Linked DNA regions of Hordeum vulgare: region 2 is linked to region 1. The links are chromatin contacts, called in public Hi-C maps. All regions are on one chromosome and are shown on one strand. The core of a region is the stretch at or near the end of the contact, and the rest is flanking DNA. Distances in the headings are between cores, read along the strand shown.

Region 1 (4,609 bases), core at 1,266-3,765:
GCAATACTTCCCTAACATGTTTAGCATGCTCCTGTAGTGTGTTGCTAAAAACAAGAATATCATCAAAGTATACCACAACACAATCACCTACGAGATGGCGCAAGACATAATGAATGACACGCATGAAAGTACTTGGTGCTTCGGATAAGCCCATAGGCATCACTAGCCATTCATATAGACCAAATTTGGTTTTATACGCAATTTTCCACTCATCACCTTCTTGTATGTGTATAAGATAGTAACCACTTTTTAAATCAATTTTGGAAAATATAGTGGCACCACTAAGTTCATCTAGCATATCATCAAGGCGAAGTATAGGATGTCTATAACGAATGGTGATAGCATTTATGGGGCGGCAATCCGAACACATGTGCATACTACCTTCTTTCTTAGGAACAAGAATTACCGGAACCGCACAAGGACTTAGGCTGTCACGTACATGCCCATTATCTAGGAGTTCTTGAACTTGCCTTTGTATCTCCTTGGTCTCGTCGGGGTTGACGCGGTAAGGTGCCTTGTTAGGAAGCGGTGCTCCGGGTATGAGGTCGATGCGATGTTCAATCCCTCGTTTTGGTGGTAGTCCCGGAGGTAGCTCGTCGGGAAAGACGTTTTGGAATTCCTGCAATAGACGAGACAACACAAGAGGTAGATGTTGTGAAGCATTAGTCCTTACGACCTCATCTTTGCACACAAGTACAAAGTGAAGAATGGGTGATGGGCTCCCACTCACATCCCTCAAGTCTCTTTTTGTGGCTAAAAGAACTAGATCCCTCTTGTCTCTCATCATGGAATCACTCAGGTTGGCGCTCACTCTCTTTTAGATGGTTCGCTCTCTCACTTTTGTCTCCATGATGGGATGTATTTTGTTTGTCGATGATGACTTGCCTTAGGGTCATTGGTCTAAGCACATATTCCTTGCCCTTCGTCTTTTCAACATTCACAAAGGAGTTTCTCCTCATTTTGTGTGTATTCTTTGGTTCGCTTGCTCTTCCGCATCTTCTTTGCATTGCCTTGGGCGGGGAGCTCATCGAACAATGGCTCTACATCGATGTCCACTTCCTCATCCTCTTCATCAAGGCCCTAGACTTGCGGGAACTCATGACCAAACGGGAAAGAGCTGCCCAAGCCGAGTTGGTCCTCCATGAGGGGATCGACCATGTCTTCACCAAACGGGTACCCAATGCCATCGTGCCCGGTCATGAAAGGGGTGCGACCATCCTAGCTTTGAGTCTCATAGGGATCAAAGGGAATGCCGTCGCCACCACTTTCATAGACGAGGCTCTCCATGAACATGCGGTTGGCCTCATCTTCTGGAGATCGCATTCTATCGAACAGGTTGCGGGTGTTCCCCAGGGCGTCGGCTGGGAGCTAGCGAGGCCGTTTGCACGCACCCCCAGAGGACGATCCACCCTCATAAGCATCGCGTTGAGATCGATGGCCGCAGCACAAGCGTGGCAGGCACGGCCATGGTCACCTTCGGCGAACCAAAGCCCGTAGAGTTGGACAACCGGGAGGTTTGCGGGTGATGCCATTCGAAGCCTTGCCCCTGTGACGCGGTGGAGATGCACGACGATAGCGGCAACGATGCATTGGTGCTGGCCGCGGACACAACGACATCGACGAGCCCGTGTCGGCCTCGGTTCAACCCTAGCATGGCAGGGTCTGCCTCATGGCGGCAGCGATGATCTGGTGGTTCTTCGCGGCTTCGGCCTCCCGATTTATGGCGGCGGTGATGCTGGATGCGGCCGCGGCCTCCTCCCTGGCCTCTTGCTCATGCCGGCGGTGCTTCCTCCTCGCCGATTGGACGGTGCGCTCCTCAGGCGTCAAAACCTTCTTCTTCCTGGTCGTCACCGGTCCTTTGCATCCATCCTTGACAGAGACGGGACCGCCGGAGGCAAGGCCTGTAGCGGCGTTGATGGTCGACGCGTTGTCGTCCATAACGTGCGAGTGGGCGGGAGGTTTTTGGGAAATTGAAGGGAAATAGTGGCGTTGTGCCATCGACGAACGGGCCATGCGGAGGAGAAGGGCGGACGTCCCGCACGTGTGTCCCGTGTCCGCGGTCACACTAATCCGATCCAAATTTAACCGTGGAATGGGACGCGGGCGGACAAAAACGAACGCGTATCCGCCTAAATCGATGCTTCGGGCTGTATTTTGTGTCTGCGATGATCCAAACGGACACGCAAAATTGGAGTTGCTCTTGGAGTTCCCTCTCCTTTGAGAGCAGATTTTCGTTTCTTCATATGTTGCTTTGTCCATGCGTGCATGAGAGAGAGAATCTGGTCCCTTGCTTGAAGGAGAGTGGCAAGCCGAGCTCAAATCCAGCACCGACCCAGAGCCCACGACCACGAGGCCAAGGAGTCCCATCGACGACATCGCCCTTGAAGCTGAGCCGTCCGTCCACGTCGCTCGCCTCCGAACCAACGGTTCCGCGTGAGTGCTGCCAACGACCGAACCGCCTCCGTGTGCTCGCTGGCGATAAGGCTACTCCTCGTGTCCACTAGAATCGAAACGGAGCCCACCGAGAAGTGAAAAAGGAAAACAACACAAACAGAAAACGCTCCCAGGGAAACCCCTCCCTCCCTCCCTCCCCGGCAAGTCACGACTCACGCGTCTCCCACCTCGCCGGCGCCGGCCGCCCGCTCCACCGCCGCCGCCACCGCCATGAGCGCCCTCCAGGCCTCCCTCCTCCTCCGCGCTCTCCCCTCGCCCCTGCCCCATCGCCGCCGGCCGCCACCAGCCCCCGCTTCCGTCTCCTTCCCTCGCTCCTGCCACCACCGCCGCCCCCCGCTCTCCCTCCGCGCATTGGCCGCCGACGGCCCCCAGACTCCACCCTCTCCCGCTCCCGAGCCTCCCGCCGCGGCTGCGGGGGCGGCCGCTCCGGAGGCGGAGGTCGAGACGGGCTCCGCTGCCCGCGACGGGAAGGAGGAGCTGGAGGACCTGGTGGATAAGGCTAGGGTTTGGGCCGTGGCTTTCGCGGCCGCGGTGGTCGACGCGGTAAAGAGGTTTTTCGACTGGGTGGTGTCTGGCGATTGGATGAGCTGGTGGCCGTTCTGGCGTCCCGACCGCCGCCTGCAGCGCTTGATCGATGACGCCGACGCCGACCCCAAGGACCCTGCCAAGCAGAGCGCGCTGCTCCACGAGCTCAACAAGTTTAGGTGCGCCTTTCGCCGACGAGAACAATTCTTTGCTGTTTTCTGACGAGTCAACTCAAATGGGCGCTGCTTTGGGGACATTTGGAAAATGTGTTTCTTGGTGGCTGAGTATCAGGGGATTACTTGCTAATCCATAGGGCTGGACTATCGACTTACTTAATAACACGGTGGCAACAAAGTTTTAACAAGACATTGATTCTAGCTTTTCTGATGTTGAATGGATTGGATCCTTGATAAATATGTTCCTTTTTACCGATTTAATATTAGTACAATCAAGTTCATTGGTCAATACGTTCACTAGTTCAACCTGAATATGACCAGTGATTGACAATTCATTTGGTGGATCATTGCCTTGCTGAATCTCAAATCTAGGAAATCATGAAATTTGTAGCTAAATAGCCGAATTCAGTGGCATTTGGTTTGATGGTACCTAAATAATGCTGTCATTCATATGTGATGTGGAACAATGTACAATGTACTTTTCCTGCTATATTTTGATACTAGTACTAAAATACACCCTCTGTTCCTAAATGCAAGACGTTGAACTGCCAAAACGTCCTACATTTAGGTACAAATGGAGTAGCAATTAATTGGAATGGGTTACTTGTTCTTTTTGTTTTTCTTTGCACATTGCAGCATGGTCCAGTGTCCTATTTATATAGATTTTAAAGAATGATGTGGTTTGTAAATTCCATCTTGGCAGCCCAGAGGATGTCATCAAAAGAATCGAGCAAAGAAGTCATGCGGTAGATAGCAAGGGGGTTGCAGAATACCTACGAGCTCTTATTCTCACCAACGCTATAGCTGATTACCTACCAGATGAACGGTCTGGGCGTTCAGCAACCCTACCAGCTCTGGTAAGTTTCCTTTGCAAGCCTATTGTGTACTCCCTCCGTCCCAAAATAAGTGTCTCAAGTCTAATACTCTCTCTGTCCCAAAATAAGTGTCTCAACTTTGTACTAGCTCTAATATAAAATTGTACTAAGCTTGAGACAGTTATTTTGAGACGGAGGGAGTACAACTTTGTACTAAAGTTAGTACAAACTTAAGACACTTATTTTGGGACAGAGGGAGTATGTCAGTCAAGATTTTGTGTTGTCCTAGTCAGTCGATGCAGCTTGAAAACTATCCTGCTTATGAACTTGGTGAGATTGCTGACAATATGGCACTTGACAAGCGATGCAGCTTGAAAACTGTCCTGCTTGTGAACTTGTGATACTTCAAACAATACATCACTTAATGAAGTTCCATTATGTCCTGGTGCTGAAATACTCCATTTTGTTCTTCTAAAGGTTATTCAAGAAAACAGATACTCGGCTCAATCAACACTGTTTCAGTTCTTCATTATATTTCTATCATCTTTGAACAACAAAAGCTTAGAGCTTTGAACTTCCCTTTTTTCCTATATTTTTAATGTAGCATAAATTTCCCTCCTATCTCGTTTATTTGTAATA
Region 2 (4,609 bases), core at 932-3,431, 600 kb before region 1:
TAACTGCAGTACGGTTAAAAGCAAGCAAATTTGTCCCAAGTAAGCTAAAGCAATTGGACTGCAAGATGAAGGTGCACTGCAGCACCCAATTCTGAAAAACTGGCTAGTGGTCTTCCTCGTTGAATCCATAAGGAGCAAACATACAATTTGGGGATTTTAGTCCCGTTATGACAGGACAGGAACACAGGCTGGAGTTCATGTGCAATTTGCGATGGTGCAAATGGAGATGCTGTGCAATGGTGGATCCTTGTACTGCTATATATAACTGCAGTACTGTTGAAAGCAAGTTGTCCCGATTCCCAAATAAGGTAAGCCATTGCACTGCAAGATGAAGGTGCGCTGCAGAACCCAATTCTGCAAAACTGACTAGTGGTCTTCCTTGTCGAATCCACAAGGAGCAAACACAGAATTTGTGAATTTAGGTATAGAGAATTAAATGGATGTTCCCACCTGCAATAAACTGGATGGATGTTCCAAAATGGCGAATCCTGGAAAACCAAATTGGAGACAATAGCATTCGACGAGTCCATCAGCTCGAGCAGATGGGGTCTTGTGAAGGGCAATGTACCCTTCTTCCACATGTCCCACCACACACTACCTTGCCCATCGATGGTGCCATTCTCACCTGCACAAATAACAGTTCCAACCACGAAAACAATCATCATCTAGATGAAGGCAAGGGTAGATCTATATGAAGAAGGACATTCTACAGGTTTCCACAGTGGCATATTCTTGTAGCACGTGCTAATGCATGGCGTCACTAGCATGATGCCAAATTTAAACCTTGTTTACTTCAGTATAACAGGCTGAGACATTCTACGATAAACCCCATGGTGATGTCACTAGCCAAATCAAGTATGATAAATTTAATAATGCAGAATGAGAACCTGTAATGAAAACATCCTGAAGTCCATTGCCATGGATCAAACTGATGTATCTCTTGCCGGGCAGCTCGCGCCCTCTCCCGTATGAGGGCAGCGGGTCGATCAGCGGCCAGCTAGATGTGTCCTGCTAAAAAAAAGATTTCACAAAGATATCCAACTGTTTTTTACCTCTACATCACCCATAACTGGATGAGCTAGACATCGATAGAAGATGAGAAGACATAGGTCACATGTCAACTAAGAAATCGTCTCTCGCAAGTGGCAACACGGGAATATAACACTAACAGAGTGAAACATCAAGACCAATGTGTTGTTTTTCAACTCTAATAAACCACCCTGAGACATGGCAAACCATAAAGACCATGTTTTCCTGTTCTTTGAATTAAGCTAGAACCCAAGAGATCTGAAATCTGAACGAAACAATTTGTTATCTTATATAGTAATAGTAACAGAACAAGGAAACTGGAAGCTACTATTATGAATACTCTGCATTCTGCAATATTTGGTGAAGATCCGTTAATAGGCCACACGAACAATGGCGGTCGGGAGAGGGAAGCAGGAGGTGTGACCTGCGTAGCGCGGATAACGGCGCCGCGCGCGAGGAAGAGGGTCATGTGTGAGGTGAGGCTGAAGGGCCCCGTGAGCCACACCCCGGGCGGCACGTAGAGCAGCGCCCCGCCCCGCGCGCGTCGGCGCGCGATGCTGGCGACGGCGGCAGCGAACGCCGCCGTGTTGAGCGTGCGGCCGTCGCCTGCGCCGCCGAAGCTGGCAATGGACATCCAGGCCCCGCGCTTGGGCGGCGCCGGCGCCGCACCCGAGCACGTCTCCTGCGCCCCGGCGCCGCCCGCCGCCGACAGCACCGCGGCGATGGCCGCGGCCACGACCAGCAGGCACCGCCACTTTGGCGCCATGTATAGCATCTTGGATCGATCTCCTCGTCTTTGTAGAATAATATTGTATCTAGACTAGAGTAGAAGCTGAGGTGCACTCACCCAGCAAGGAGTGGATGCCAAGGCAGAAAGGGAAACCAAATCCGCCGGAAAAGTTGCCGCGGGCAATTTTCCGCGTGGATTCACGTGGAGGGTAATAAACTAATAACCGATCTATGGTTGCGACTTGCGAGATTGTATATGCTTGGCGGGGAGACAGACAAGGGGAAGAGTAGAGCGGAGAAGAAGGGGAAGGGGGATGGGGGACGGGGGTGGGAGTGGGAGCTCGCACGCGCATGTGCGTTGAGGGCAGTGACGACGCCGGCCGGTCCGGTGCGGAGACCGACATGCGTCGTGTATAGGGCGTATGTTTGTCGGCGTGGTGGATCGGCACCCCTCCCCTCTCCTCCCCTCCAAGATTTTTTTTGAGTTAAATGCAAGCGCGGTCCTAATTCTTTTCTGAAAGTGTCACTTGGGTCCTAATTCTTTCAAAATGCATATCTGAGTCCCATATCTTTTTAAGTTGTTCATCCGAGGTCCTAATCTCGTCTGACCGCCGCTGACCAGTGCCACATCGACACCAGAGGGCCCGGGCGGGGTAGCGACCGGTCGTGTATATTTGCAAAAAACACCTGTAACCCTAAATCACTTTCTATCGCGGTCCCTCTTCCTTTTCCCCACACCTCTCCATCTCCCTGTCCGGCGAAAACAGGGGATTGACGGCGGTGGCGGCGACGGCGACGCTAGGATGGCGCCACATCTACGGCGACCCGGAGATCCTCCTCCGCGATATGGTAACAGCTCCTAACCCTAATCCCAATCTCTCCCCTGTTAGGTGCTCGTAACCCTAATCAGTGACCGAATCCTTTGCAATCTAGGACCACAAGAGGAGCTTTTCAGTGTAGAAATCAATTATGATGGTTTTTTTGCGGATTTGGCATGTCAAAGTCATATGTTGATGGCAAAGATGCTGTGTTTGATGGATGTGAAGTAGGTACATGGTCTCCTCTCTGGCTCACTGATTTTATGCAACAATTAGGATACAGTGACCAATCGAACTTCACTTTGTATTGGTTGCTCCCTGGAAAAAATCTAGCTGATGGTCTCCGGATTGTGGACTGCGACACTGACACATTGCACATGACAGCAGTTGTTCCAAAATTTCAGTATTTTCAGTTGTTTGTGGACCATAAAGACATGACATTTGACAATGCAATTGATGACATTCATGTTAGTGGTACACCTGATCTTCCTGCTGTACTATGCCCTAAGTCTCCTCAGTTTAATACTGGAATTAGGGGCAGTCCTAGGTTTAAGGTCAAAGCTCAGAAAGGCAATCTGAACCAGTGTCATGGAGGTAGCAGCCATGTAGGCAGTAGCAGTGTTCCACCAATGGCACAAATTGTTGGTCATGAGCTCAGAAGAAGTAGGAGAAAGCTTGTGGTAGAAGAAGAAATTTGTAATGAAAAGGAAAGTGACAGTGATGACAGTGAGTGGGATTCGGACTGGGTTGACTCTGACAATGAAGTAGGTAAAGATGATGATGATCTTTATGAAGAATGGGTGGATGACAAGTTTGAGCAGAAGAAAAAGAAGAAATCCAAATTGGAGCAGGACAGTGACTATGAATCTGATGAGCTGCAAGAGTTGCAAGATTCAGAGCTTGAAGAGAGTGATTCAGCAGAAGAAGTGGAAGTAGTTGATGCTCAAGGAAGGAAAACAAGGAAGAAGAAAGTGAAGCTCAAAAGGTGGAGGCCAGAGAATATGAAGGAAGTGAATTTTCACATAGGCATGGTGTTCTTGACAGTGACAGAATTGAGGGCAGCAATTCAAGAGTACATTGTGAAACAAAGAGTGCAAATACAATACATTAAAAATGATAAGCAGAGGGTTAGGGCTGGCTGTGTTGGTGATTGTCCCTGGTTCTTATTTGCTGCACCTGATAGCAGGACAAATTCTTGGGTTGTGAAGAAGTATGTGGGAGAACATACATGTGAAAGAGAGTGGGCACTGAAGCAATTAACAGCAAAATATCTAGCTGCCAGGTATGTGGAGACATTCAGAGCAGATGAGAAGATGTCATTGCAGAACTTTGGAAGGCTAGTTCAGTTGGACTACAATATGCTTCCTACTAGAAGCAAGCTAGCAAGAGCAAGAAGATTTGCACTGAAGCTGATACACGGAGATGAACTGGAACAGTACAATATGCTTTGGGACTTTGCAGCTGAAGTTAGAAGGTCCAATCCTGGAAGTGTTTAACAAGTAAGTACTAACTACATCATCTAATTTCTCTAAAATGTAGCATCTAATTTCTCTAAAATGTAGCATCTCATTTTATTTGTTCCCACTGTAGATATATGCTTGATGCTAGAGAACTGCCCATTGTGACTGCGCTTAAGAAGATCAAGGACCAGTTAATGACTAGGTTTTATAGCAAAAATGTGGAAGCTGAGGAGATGTGTGGTTCTATTTGTCCCAAAATTAGAAAGAAATTGAACAAAAACATTGACATGTCCAACAACTGCACAGCTTTGCCTGCTGGGCAACATATCTTTCATGTGAAGGGCATGATTGGGGAATATGAGGTGAACATACAGAAGGAAGAGTGCTCATGTAGGGCCTGGCAGCTCTCTGGAATTCCATGCAGACATGGAGTGGCATGTTTAAGATATGAAAGAATTAAACCAGAGGCAGTTGTCAACAAGTGCTACAGCATTGATGCTTTCAAAGCAGCTTATGGCAAAGTCATAATGCCATGTAGTGATCCTAGGGTGTGGCCTAAAACTAATGGCCCTC

What was found. Hi-C and Micro-C count contacts between places; a contact is called where the count stands out from the background.
Region 2: a contact with region 1 is called in a Hi-C map of seedling, with 4 times the contacts expected there. The contact joins the promoter of LOC123443896 here to the promoter of LOC123443895 in region 1. A contact is called at or near these places in 3 of 6 Hi-C or Micro-C datasets (leaf and seedling) and 1 of 1 datasets of contacts at active chromatin or transcription factors (embryo).

The regions. Positions count from the first base shown.
Region 1 is chr3H:372,943,885-372,948,493 of MorexV3_pseudomolecules_assembly, reverse strand. LOC123443895 (ATP-dependent zinc metalloprotease FTSH 9, chloroplastic/mitochondrial) reads left to right here and starts at 2,515. Exons shown (of 17, transcript XM_045120441.1): 1 at 2,515-3,158; 2 at 3,859-4,012. The coding sequence starts at 2,665.
Region 2 is chr3H:373,540,945-373,545,553 of MorexV3_pseudomolecules_assembly, reverse strand. LOC123443896 (probable polygalacturonase) reads right to left here and starts at 2,181. Exons shown (of 6, transcript XR_006630874.1): 1 at 1,454-2,181; 2 at 888-1,008; 3 at 451-625.